4 separate regions of the Sus scrofa genome follow, and all the other regions are linked to region 2. The links are chromatin contacts, called in public HiChIP or PLAC-seq and promoter capture Hi-C maps. All regions are on one chromosome and are shown on one strand. Each heading gives the region's core, a stretch centred on a gene start, on an enhancer-like site or on the middle of the called end of the contact. The rest is flanking DNA. Distances are from core to core; before and after follow the strand shown. Region 1 holds the start of LOC100621626 (carbonic anhydrase 5B, mitochondrial). Region 2 holds the start of CTPS2 (CTP synthase 2). Region 3 holds the start of ZRSR2 (U2 small nuclear ribonucleoprotein auxiliary factor 35 kDa subunit-related protein 2). Region 4 holds the start of AP1S2 (AP-1 complex subunit sigma-2).

The links. Promoter capture Hi-C pulls out the DNA fragments that hold promoters and counts their contacts. HiChIP or PLAC-seq counts read pairs in DNA pulled down with a chosen protein or histone mark.
Region 1: an H3K27ac HiChIP or PLAC-seq map of skeletal muscle shows a contact between it and region 2, with 4 times the contacts expected there. The contact joins the promoter of LOC100621626 here to the promoter of CTPS2 in region 2. A contact is called at or near these places in 1 of 5 promoter capture datasets (liver) and 2 of 2 datasets of contacts at active chromatin or transcription factors (alveolar macrophages and skeletal muscle).
Region 3: a contact with region 2 is called in an H3K27ac HiChIP or PLAC-seq map of skeletal muscle, with 9 times the contacts expected there. The contact joins the promoter of ZRSR2 here to the promoter of CTPS2 in region 2. A contact is called at or near these places in 2 of 2 datasets of contacts at active chromatin or transcription factors (alveolar macrophages and skeletal muscle).
Region 4: a promoter capture Hi-C map of fetal skeletal muscle shows a contact between it and region 2, with 7 times the contacts expected there. The contact joins the promoter of AP1S2 here to the promoter of CTPS2 in region 2. A contact is called at or near these places in 2 of 5 promoter capture datasets (fetal skeletal muscle and liver) and 1 of 2 datasets of contacts at active chromatin or transcription factors (alveolar macrophages).

What each region holds. Positions count from the first base shown.
Region 1 is chrX:12,222,748-12,225,655 of Sscrofa11.1, reverse strand. LOC100621626 (carbonic anhydrase 5B, mitochondrial) reads right to left here and starts at 1,531. Exons shown (of 6, transcript XR_002340663.1): 1 at 1,289-1,531.
Region 2 is chrX:13,179,603-13,182,846 of Sscrofa11.1, reverse strand. CTPS2 (CTP synthase 2) reads left to right here and starts at 1,716. Exons shown (of 19, transcript XM_021080709.1): 1 at 1,716-1,736. SYAP1 (synapse associated protein 1) reads right to left here and starts at 833. Exons shown (of 7, transcript NM_001244109.1): 1 at 546-833. The coding sequence starts at 738.
Region 3 is chrX:12,335,032-12,337,933 of Sscrofa11.1, reverse strand. It overlaps ZRSR2 (U2 small nuclear ribonucleoprotein auxiliary factor 35 kDa subunit-related protein 2), which reads right to left and starts at 1,299. Exons shown (of 11, transcript XM_001926794.6): 1 at 1,194-1,299; 2 at 711-790. The coding sequence starts at 1,234. It overlaps LOC106506903 (a long non-coding RNA gene), which reads left to right and starts at 1,370. Exons shown (of 5, transcript XR_001302555.2): 1 at 1,370-1,475.
Region 4 is chrX:12,395,974-12,399,074 of Sscrofa11.1, reverse strand. AP1S2 (AP-1 complex subunit sigma-2) reads left to right here and starts at 1,405. Exons shown (of 5, transcript XM_003134953.5): 1 at 1,405-1,530. It overlaps LOC106506905 (a long non-coding RNA gene), which reads right to left and starts at 1,118. Exons shown (of 4, transcript XR_001302558.2): 1 at 839-1,118.

The sequences.
Region 1 (2,908 bases), core at 282-2,781, 960 kb after region 2:
TCACAACCACTAACAACGTTATTTTGTAAGTTCTTCCCCCCTCTAGTTCTGGGCTGGGGTACAAAAGGAAAAGGAAAGGAAAAATAACCGAGGAGGAGAGAAGGCTCAGATGTGTCCACACGACACGGCGCTGATCCCTTGCCCTGGGGTTGGTTGCGAGTCCGTCCGTAGCCCTTGGCATAGCCAGGGAAAAGGTCAACAATGCAGATCGTAGTGAATGCCAGCTTGCTGTGCCCCGGTTTCTAAAACCGCAAGTCCCCCACTTCCAAAATTCTCTAACAGCTGCTCTACCGTTAAATGCACAAAACCCGGACGCGGTGTGGTTTTCTGAAGACCTCATAGCGGAGGAAAAGGGTTGAGAGTAGGAAAGGAGCAATTCCCTGCCTCTTCCCCCACATCCTGGCGGGACCAACACCTGTCCTCGTTCCAGGGCCCAGTGCAGCACCTGGTCGTGTGCAGGAGGGTGCCTGTTCTCTTTGCTAGGCTAGGTTCCCCTGCTGTCCACGCTCCATATCGCGATCCGACCTTACCAGAATGTTTAGCTGACCGTAAACCCCTCTGTTAGCTACCAGAAGCGGCTAATGTGCGCGGCCATATTGAACACGCCCCTCGTCCCGCCCCTTACGTCACACGTCATATACGCAATCACGTCACGCCTTCGTTCGCCCGGCCCACGTCCTGACAAAGCCTGAAGTACTGCTCCGGCAAAACTCCCCGCGTCGGAACCCGAACTTGTTTTCCGACGAGCCAGGGTCCGGGTCTGCGCCTGCCCTCCGCCCCAACTACGTCTGTGCTGCCATGGCTGCGGGCATCCCGCTCCACTCAAGCGCCTGCGCGCTAACTTGGTCCCGCCCCTGGCCTCCGCTCAGGCCCATCCCTACTTGGAGCTGGGCCATCTTTGTCGAACCCCCTGAGTGCAGCAAAGCCACACCCCCAGGGACGCGCCGCGTCCCCACGTTCAAGGTACGTTCTTACGCTGCACCTACACAGGGCCGTCCTTTTTGTTACGTCACTCGCGTCCCCTACACTACCCCTGGGACCGCCTTTCCATCGGCGTCCACGCCCCTGGACCCTTCTTCCTTGCGCTTTCCCCTTATCCTCCGGGCCACACTCCTTGCGCAGACCCCAAGCTCCTCCCTTGTGTCCCTCTCTTGGCTTTCCACTCTGGTAATTCCTCCGTTCTCTGCCAGAGCTCCCCGCTCCCGCAATCTCGACCGAATCTGCCTTGCCCTTACGGGCAGCTGCGCCACGCTCTTCACGGCCTAAGTCCCACAATTTCAGGGCTTACCGCTTGGCTCGGCCTAGGCCACGCCCCTCTCGACGTTTGCCGTCGCTGACGCTCCTTCCCACGGTGTCCAGGCCCCGCCCCTCAGTCCTGGGCCCCATTTTTTCTCTTCTAAGTTCTCCTCTCCTTTGTCTTGGCCAATCCCAGCGCTCAGCGCACACCCCACCTTAAGATCTTGAGATCCTTGTTGGGCACCCTCACTCCGCGCGTGCGCATTTCCCTACACTTCCGTCACGGCTGCTCACCGCATTCTCAGACCATCCACTTGTAGTTGCACACTGGCCAGGTCCACGCCTCCTGCTCTCCCTCTGCAGGCGGAGCCTGGTCCTGGGAAGCCGGAGTGGAACAGCCAGGGCCCACGAATTTCCCGAACTAAGTCGCCCAGGTCTCAGAGCTAGATGTCAGAGCCATTTATAGAGTGAAACAAGCCTGCATATATCTGATCCCCGTCTAAAAACAGTCTTTCTTCATATTTTTCCCAGTTCCAAACACCACATCTCTAGGAGCAGAAACCAGATAGGAAACATAACTGAGGACCAACTGGAACTGTGTTCCTACCAGCTCCTCAGCTGACTTTAAATGCTAGCTGGCTGCACGCAGTAAGCACACCCTTCTACTTCCTGATGTCGCCTTCACACGACTTTTCCTAGGCACCTAGTGCCCTCCTGCAGTCTAGGGCCTGTGGAGACAACAACACCACACTTAAGATCTCTGCCCCTTGCTCCGAGATTAATCTTCTTTACTTCATTTACAATTCTGGGTCCACAGGAAAAATGTGAGGAGGTTATTATTACCAGCTTTTTTTTCCTGTCCAAAAGTCTCTGAATGGCACTCCTAGGGAAAGGGCCCTTTCCATGAGCCATTTAGTTATTCATTGAAATCCTGTTTATGGAGTACTGTGTTCCAGTGACAGAGCAAACCTAAAGGAGTTTTGTTTTTTTTAAATCATCTTTATTCTCAAACACAAAAAAAGAAATGCCAAAACAAAAACTCCTGGAAAAGTTAAAAATGAAGCAAAAGAAAAAAAAGTAAATATTCACTGAAAGAAAGCTGGTATATTAATATTCATATCAGACAAATAAAAGAATAAGCATTAAAAGAAAAAGACTATCTACTGATAAACAATCCGACAGAAGAAAAAGCGTCAACATGTATGTACCAAAAACATTGCCTAAAATATGTAAATATAATATGTAAAACAAATATGTAACAAACATGTTCAGACTCGCAGGGACAAATTCACAATTTTTCCTTAAAATCCATAATACTTTAATCCTCCCCTCTTAGAAAATAGTAGCTAAATCTGACAGAATTAGTAAAGAATATTTACCAAGGAAACTTTTTTGTTTTTTTCTATTTTATTTTTAAAATTTGTTTAATGATTTTAATTTTTTCCATCATAGCTGATTTACAGTGTTCTGTCAATTTTCTACTTACTGTACAGCAAGGTGACCCAGTCACACATACATGTATACATTCTTTTTGTCATATTATCATGCTCCATCATAAGTGATTAGATAGAGTTCCCAGTGCTATACAGCAGGATCTCATTGTTTATCCATTCCAAAGGCAATAGTTTGCATGTGTGAACCCCATATTCCTGGTCCATCCCACTCCCTCCCC
Region 2 (3,244 bases), core at 467-2,966:
CTGAAACTTGCACATCACGGACAATAACTGGCAATTAGTTTCCCATGTTAAGGAAAATGGTCCCAATGCAGCCTAAAGGAGATGAGCCTGCCTGTCAGAGGCCTTCAGTAAGTAACTCTTCCTTAATTTACTCTGGATGACATTCTGACCTCAGGGCAAAAAGGCACTTTCGACCAATTCGAGCTCTCCAACGTCCTCAGTCCTCCGGAAGTCATAGAGGGGAAAGTTGGCGAGATGAACAAAAAAGAGATTCCTCGTCAACCCTAAAGACGTCGAGCCCCACTGCTTTACTTCGGCCCTGCTTGCAATGGTGACACACTGTGCCAAGAGTGACATGTCACCAGGAACTTCGGGCACAGGATTTGACTGCAAGATAAAGCTTCGGCCTTGCCCAGATCCACACCAAGCTCTCCAGACAACAGACACGCCTTCCGCTCCCTCCCTCCTCCCCCCGACCAGTGGTGGCCCACGCCCAGGGGCGGCAGGAGGAGGGATACGGACGCTCTCTGAAACTCTCTGGTCCCCGGGGCCGGGGAGAGACTCACTGCCGAGGCCTTTGGCCTGATGAAGGAGCTCCTGGTCCCCGGCTTGCTGAGGTTCCCCCTCCGCTGTCTCTGCCACCGCCTCGGAGCGCTGCTCGGGTGGAGCGTCTCCCTTAGGCTGCCCATCTCCCTCGGACTGCCGGCCACCCGGCGCCGGCTGCTCCAAGCCAAACCAACTGCTCAAACCCCGGAACATCCCGCCCGCAGGGCCGCCAATGCGGTCCGGGTCACAGGAGACCCTAGCGGGCGGAGCCTGGTCGGGACTTCACAGGGCGCGTCTCCCTGGGCGATAGCCGGAAGTGTGGCCCCGGAGCAGCCCGTCTAGCCGTGGCCCCGCCTCTACGGCCACTCTGCCGTGGCCGCGCCTGCGTCACTTCCGGCTAAGGGCCCCGCCCCGCGCTGGCTGTTTATTTCGTAACTTGATTACGCGGGTGGAAACCGGACAAAGAGTTTTTCCCACGTAGTTACGCCCCACCCCTTTTCCTCCTCCCCCGGCTTTTAAAGGCGGACTTAGGTGTGTAAACTGCGTCTTTGTCACTCGAAGCGGCTTGGCTGGTGGTTTAGCCTCGCTTTTTCAGGTCCGGCTGGGCTGGCCCCGCAGAAATGGATGTCTTTGGTCTCCTCCTGAGACCACATCAAAGCTAGCCCAGGGCCTTTACGGCCACCTACCAATTTACAGGGACTACAGAGAATGGCGGAAAGGGTTAAAGGACACCACAGGGATGCAGGGAGCAGACTCTAGGCTGTGAGAAACGACGGGCAGGCAACTTGTTTCCTCAAATAAGTTGCAAGGAAGAGGGGAAGGGAATTTATACGTTAAAAACAACTTAAGGGACATGACCTGTGGCAACTTGTGGATTTTATTTGGATCCTAGTTCAAACAAACACTGGGAAAAAAAATGTTGACGTTTACAAGAAGTGGAAATTTGGGCACGGATAGTTCATGAGATTAAGAAAATTTTAAGTTTAAAAAATTTTAGTTGTAGAGTAACATAAAATTGACCACCTTAACCATTTTTAAGTGTATAGGCAGCAGTAGTAAGTACATTCACGTGATTGGGCAACCAGTCTCCACAATTCTTTTCTTGTTGCAAAACTGAAATTCTGTACCCACTAAACAACTCCCTGTTCTCCCCTCCCTCAGCCCCTGGAAATCAAGCTACTTTATGACTCTGACTTCTCTAGGAACTTCACGTAAGTGGAATCATACCACATTTGTCTTTTTATGAATGGTCCATTTCACTTAGCAAATGTCTTCTAGGTTCATTCGGGTTGTAGCATGTGTTAGAATTTCTAAAATTCTGCCTTAAAAAAGGCTACCTAGGAGTTCCCTGGTGGCCCAGTGAGTTAAGGACCTGGTGTTGTCACTGCTATGGCAAGGGTTACTGTTGTGGTGAGGGTTCAGTCCCTAGGCTGGGAACTTCTGCATGCTGCAGGTGTGGCCAGAAAAAGAAAAAGGCTACTTGGAACGTTCTTGGACATAAATTATAGTAATATTTTTTTGATCTGTCTTCTAAAGCAAAGAAAACAGGAGTGAAAACAAGCAAATGGGGCCCAGTTAAACTTAAACGGTTTTGCACAGCAAAGGAAACCATCCACAAAACGAAAAGACAACATACTGAATGGGAGAGAATATTTGCAAATGATATGAGTGATAAGGGGTTAATATCCAAAATATATTAACTGCTCATACAACTCAAATAAAAAACCTGATTAAAAAATGGGCAGAAGACCTGAATAGACACTTTTCCAAAGAAGGTATACAGATGGCCAATAGGCATATGAAGAGGTGCTCCACATCGATAATCATCAGAGAAATGCAAATCAAAATCACAGGTATTACCTCACACCTGTCAGAATGGCTATCATCAAAACGACCACAAAAAACAATGTTGGAGTTCCCATCGTGACTCAGTGTTTAATGAATCCAACTAGGAACCACGAGGTTGCAGGTTCGATCCCTGGCCTTGCTCAGTGAGTTAAGGATCCGGCGTTGCCGTGAGTTGTGGTGTAGGTTGCAGACGCGGCTCACATCCAGCGTTGCTGTGGCTGTGCCTCTGGTGTAGGCCGGTGGCTACAGCTCCGATTCGACCCCGAGCCTGGGAACCTCCATATGCCGTGGGTGCGGCCCTCAAAAAGCAAAAACACACACACAAAAAATGTCGGCTAGGATATGGAGAAAAGGGAACTCTGCTGCACTGTTGATGGGAATGTAAATTTGTGCAGCTACTTTGGAAAACACTATGGAGGTTCCCAAAAAAACTAAAAGTAGACCTACCACATGATCCAGCAATTCCTCTCCTGGGTGTATATCCAAGAAAACAAAAACACTAATTCAAAAAGATACATGCACCCCAATATTCATAGCAGCATTGTTTATAGTTGCCAAGATATGGAAGCAACCTAAGTGTCCATCAACAAATGAATAGGAGTTCCCGTCGTGGCTCAGTGGTTAACGAATCCGACTAGGAACCATGAGGTTGCGGGTTCGATCCTTGCCCTTGCTCAGTGGGTTAATGATCCGGCGTTGCCGTGAGCTGTGGTGTAGGTTGCAGACGCGGCTCGGATCCTGCGTTGTTGTGCCTCTGGCGTAGGCGGGTGGCTACAGCTCCGATTCAACCCCTAGCCTGGGAACCTCCATATGCCGCGGGAGTGGCCCAAGAAATAGCAACAACAACAAAAGACAAAAAGACAAAAGACAA
Region 3 (2,902 bases), core at 50-2,549, 840 kb after region 2:
GCATGATTTCACTTGGTTTTGTAATCTGTAAGTATATTGTTTTATAAGTCGAGTAAGTTTCATAACTAGTTTTATGCATATATATTTACATAACATCAACAGTGGGTCTCTCCCTCTCTCTTTTTTTCTTTTTTGGTCGCCCGGTGGCATATGGAGTTCCCAGGCCAGGGATCAGATCCTAGCCGCAGTAGCGACTTAAGCCGCAGCTGCAGCAATGTCTGGATCCTTAATCCACTGTGCCAGTCCGGGGATTGAACCCTGGTCCCAGCGCTCCCAAGACGCCACCGATCCCGGTTGTGCTACAGGGAAACTCCAACAACGGGTCTCTTAAGTTAGTGAAGTTTGAGAAAAAACGTGCAAAATGCCTAAAGACCTCAACTCCTTCTGGTTTTACAAAGGACATTCACCGAATATTTACTATGTGAAAGAGCTGTGCTAGCTGCTGTAATTAATGATGCCTGCACCTGTAATATTAAATACTTCATAAATACAGTTAACCACTGGGTGATGATTTACTGTGACTTCTTCCCCCCTCTTTAGTACTTTAATATTGTTTCTGACACGGATCTAAGATAACTTTGGAGGAGATAGTGACCACAGCAATTCTTTATAAGATACTGTACTTGGCTTCCTTCTGACACTAGGGTTTCAAGTTAGGACGGCAGTAGGCGGAGCAATTTCACTCACAGAAAACAGGATGAGTCCGTTACCTGAGTCTCTGAGTCGAGCGAGTTCTTGCCGACGTTTCTTCCGTTTCTCCTTCTTCAAGGCGGCCCTGTACTTTTTGTGGCTGGGGAAATAAGACAGAAACACACCGCGGCGTCAGTGGCCGCACCTGCAGCACTGTCTGAGTTCCTCTCCTCCGTGCCCAGTGACAGGAACTTGTTTGGGTGCTGGAGAATGAAATCTTGCTTCCCGTGTTTTAATTAGAGAACATACTTTTACCACCGCCTCGCCGTCCCGTGCCCAGAGGGCAGATCTTCACCATTTCACCGCCTGTACCCCTACTCGCCTCCCCGAGCCCACCAACGCCCGCTGACAGTCCGGGGCACGCCCTGGGCAGAGATCCAGCTGCCGCGGTGGCTCGCTTGCTTGGCCTACTTCCTTTTTCCTCCCTGCCTGTACATCCTTCATGGCCAGCCTCCGCCCGCTCGGCCGCCCTTTCCCAGCTCATCATCCCCAGCCCGGCTCACCTTAGTTTCTCAGGAAACATCGCTGTCTCGGGCGCCGCCATCTTGCCAGCGCCGCCACGCCCCCCCAAGTGCCAGCCGGAAGGGGCGGGCTGGAGGGCCTGCGCGCGCGGCAGCGCGCAGGCGCGAGCGCCGCGCGGCCTCTCAGGCGAGAGGGGCGGGGAACTTGCCTCAGCCGGGGCTGACCAAAGACGGAGGAGCGGAGGTAGGTGCCTCGTCTTCCGAAACCCTGCACAACTAAATGTCTCCTTCCCGAAAAATCATCTGGTGTCCCCCCTCTACCCTGTAAGTAATTCTTTCCTCCTAGCGCTTCCCCAGTGCGTTATCACTACCTCTCTCCACATCAAAATGAGGTGTCTTATGGCAAAGAAGTTAAAGTCACACCTCCTCCTATTTTCTCTTGTCCATTCACGAAGCCTCTTCCCACACACGCTGCTCTCTAGTTTTCCAGTCCCAGGCTCTGCCTCCTTCCGTGGTTCCACCTATCAACGCCTCAGACAAAGCTCCACACTCCGCCCCCGCTCCTTTTACATCTGCCGCCGAATTTAACAACTGAGGCTACAAAGTAGCATCTCTGCTCGCTAGGAATTTGAAATCTAAAGGCAGAGAAGGACCAATTCATAGACTAGATAATTCATAGACAACTAAGTTTATTTAACATAGTCCCCCTGGGGATTCAGGGAGAGCTTTCTGACGCCTGAGTTGAATTTTGAAGGCAGACGGTCTTTACTCAGGCGACGAGGGGTGGGGATGGAACTGCAGGTAAGCCAGCATAAGCAAAGGCACTGAGAGGTGAGAGTGTGGAATCTGCCAGAACTGCGAGAATTTTGGCCATCGAATATAAAGGGCAATTCGAGAGTAGCAGGGAGAGAGGAAGAGGTGAGCGGTAGGCATAGGGCTGGGGCTAGGTTATGGAGGAGGGCCATTCCAAGAAGCCTTAAGGTTTGTTGTGGTCATATTTGTGTTTTAGGTAAGTTACTCTGGTTTGCAATATAAAAGATACAGCTGGAATATTGCAGTCTAGGTGAGAAGTGACACAGGATTAAACTGGGCAATGAGAGTAAGGGGTGGAGAAAGCAAAATTAACCCTACTAATAATTAGACGTACACATACAACGTCGGAGACAAGACCAAGAAAAAATGTTTCCCTGAAGGACACATTGTAACTGCAACATGATTAACAACCCCAATCTTTTTTTTTTTTTTTTTTTTGCTATTTCTTGGGCCACTCCCGCGGCATATGGAGTTGAATCGGAGCTGCAGCCAGCAGCCACCGGCCTACGCCAGAGCCACAGCAACGCTGTGCAGCCACCGGCCTACGCCAGAGCCACAGCAACGCGGCAACCTACACCACAGCTCACGGCAACGCCGGATCCTTAACCCACTGAGCAAGGGCAAGGACCGAACCCGCAACCTCATGGTTCCTAGTCGGATTCGTTAACCACTGTGCCACGACGGGAACTCCCCCAATCTTTTGATAATTGGGTAAGTTCCCTGGTTTACCTTTGTTCCTCTCCTCCAAATCAAAATTACTGAGGTACCCAATTTCTAAACTACCCATTTTTCCTAGTGCCTCCTTGAAAACATTCACCAGAAGCCCACACTCTGCATAAACTCTGCCCTAATCCCTCTTACAAAGACAACTTGCTGTAGTAACACACCTCCAAGCTGACCTTGTCCAGCTCAGGTCATCCGTAATTAGAGACATAGAC
Region 4 (3,101 bases), core at 156-2,655, 780 kb after region 2:
ATGTTTGGGTACCTCTGCATAAAGGGCACAGCTTAACAAAAGCAATTTTCTAGCTTCCTTTGTAAGAACCTCAGTGACTGGGATAATGAATAGCATTCGACATGAGAAACCCGTGGCTGTTCAAGCAAGGTCACTTAATCCCATGGGGCTCCCCTTTCCTCATCTGTAAAAGATGAGTCGGACTAGATGATTCATCCATTCTTTCATTCAAAAAAATATGGACATTCATTATGTGCCAGATAAAATGCTCAGCACTATGGCTCTTAACAAATCTATCATTTTACAGTCCTCACCAGTCAACTCGCGTTTATTACTGGGGTTATACACCAGGCAGTGAACTAGGTTGAGATGCAAAATGAATAAAAGTCAAAATGTGCTAAATAGAAAGTTAATGGACACAGGGGAATGCAAAATGAATAAAACTCAAGATGTGCTAAATAGGTTAATAGGCATATGGGCGAAAGAGGGTTCATTCTTACAGGGTTTGAGAGTGAAGCTTCACAGATGTGACATTTGAGAGCAAGGGCATGCCAGGCAGAGCAAGTCGTCGGCAATGCTAAACTGGAACCCAGGCGGCTGTGAGGGAGGAGGGGGGTGACTCCGTGTGAAGGAAGCGGAATCTTGAAGATGAGGTGCTGTCTGGGCTTTTCTGCGGAGAACGTACAGTAACTCCTCAGGTCCGCAGCACTGAGGATGGGCGAGGTAAGCCCAGGGAAGAGACACTCGCACAGCTTGGGGCGAAAGGTGTCTAGGGCTGTAGCAGTGTGATGGGGAGGAGGGGCCAGATTCCGGACAATTTTGAAGCAAAGTAATTGCAAAAAGCCCTCTGAACGCGTACCCGAGCTCCACGGAAGAGCCGACTTGTTTTCCCCAGAGTTGCAGCAGTCCCTCTCTCCCCTCACCAACATCACCGGGCAGCACACCTCCCAGTCCCACCCTCTCAGAGCAAGGAGTTGTGGTAGCTCGAACACGCCTCTCGGCGGCCCAGACCTTCCCCGCCCCGCAGAGAAGGGTCGACAAAGGGCACCGCGAAATACTATCTTCTCACCACTAAACTGCCGGGACTGCAGCGCGCGCGCGTCCCTGAGGCACATTCAGGAGTGCGCAGGCGCGCCCGCCCTGCCCATAGCCGTTTCCGGGTCACGTGGCCTGGCTTCCGGTCCGGACCCCCACCCCCCACCCCTTGGTAGAGACCCGGCCAATCGGCTTCCCGGGACCGCGCGGTCACCTGAGCTGCCTCCAGTGCCGTTGGCGACAGCCGAGCAGCTTCCAGCGCGCCGCCCAGCCCGCCCCTCCGCTCGCCGCAGCCCCGGCTCCTCCTTCGTCCGGCCCCCGGGGCGGGGTTTGTCGGCTCGCCCTCCCCTCGCCTCTTAAGCCTTCCCTCTGCGAACCGGGTCCCCTCCCCACAGCAACACGGCTTCTCTTCCTCAGCTCAGCGACAGGGGCTTCCCCTCAGCCGCCGCCGCCGCCGCCGCCGCCGCCGCCGACGCCGCCGGCCGAGCCCCGCCGCGCCCGCGGCCCGCGGCCGCCGTAAGTCCCGGGAGACGAGCGGGAGTGCCGGGGACAGGGGGCGAGGAGGGAGGGTCGGGCGAGACCCCCGCCGTCCCGCGAGCGCCCCGACCACCCCTGCCCGCGCCCACCCGCCTGGCCCGCTCTGGGGCACCGCGCCCCGAAACTCACTTCTTTTGGCGTCCGCGCCCCTCTCCGCTCGGCGCCGCGCTCCGGGATGCGGGGGCCAGCCTCGGACGCTGCGGCGTCCCCGCAGCACCTGTGGTTCGGGAATCACCTCAAGTTTTGCCGGGCATTTGCGGGAGAGGTCGGCTGCCGGGGGCGGCGACGACCGAGGACCCTTGGCGCCCCCTGCGCGGCGACGGTTGCCATTGTCTGCCCCGCTCCTGCCTGTCACCTCGCCCCGGCTCGGTCAGTGATGGAGTGCGGTCCCGTGGGGCGGCGGGGAGCCATCGGAGACGGCCGGACGGGGTAACGCTGGCCCCGAGCCCGCTCCGCGGCCGAGCCCATTGTTTTTAATACCAGTCTCGAGGAATTGAGGCGCCCTGTGATTTGCAGCAAGATCAAAGCGTTGGTTTTTAACTAGAGGGAAGGAATACTTGTGCCTGGCGACCGGGTATCGTCCCGTGCTAACATATAATTTATTTTTCAGGAGAGAATGATTTATTTGTCCGAAAAAGTGGTGGTGGGGGGGAGGTACAGGACCCTACCATAGACTGTCTTGAGTCCATACTCCTTTTGAAAGCAAACCCCCAGCCCTCCTGGTCCCCGAGATCCTGGAATCCGGGTCTGTTCTTTTCCAAGTTCTGCTAACGGGTTTGCGTGAAACGTGGTCCAGTTGATGCTTTACTTGCTGTCCCCTTCTAGTGCCGCTATCTTAGCAGCACTTCTGTGTGAGGCGCTTTGATACCACGAGTATTATTCGTTTATTTCGTGCCACTGATGCGTTTTAAGTGAGGTATAATCAGCCAGTTTTAACTTTAATAAAGTTAAATTGTCACATCGTAAATTTCTAAATATCTTATTGATGCCCATTTGGATTATTACAAAAAGCGACGATAATTTGTTAGCAAAATGTGGGGCCCATTTTATTCGGAATCGATTGTATAAATTCCCCCACCGCATGTTCGGATGGAGTACGGTGCGGTGAATGTAAGTCAGACTGAATCTTAATTGCACTATTGCAGGAACTTAGAACAGTTAAAAGAAAAAAATATGTCTGAATTCTACCTTTAAATTAATTACCTTTGTAGAAACAGTGCTTATCTGTTTGCAGTTGAGAAGACTAGTTGAATTATAAGAAACTTTTCTTGAAAATTAAACATGTAAACTAACCAACATTTGCAAATTCCAAATAAACGTGTACAAAATAGTTTGTGTAAAATACGCTAGAGTTCAGCAACCGCACCATCTGTAGATGCTGTTTTTTATCCTTTTAAATGAATTTTGTGTAATTTCTGAATGTGTGTAGCTCTTACTTTGGCTTTTTAAAGGTTTATATTCTCTTAGGTAAAAATATATTAACTCACTTTATTGAGTGTATATTTATATTGGTATTTTTAAAATGAGGTGAAAGGGGGTACTTGAGTCAG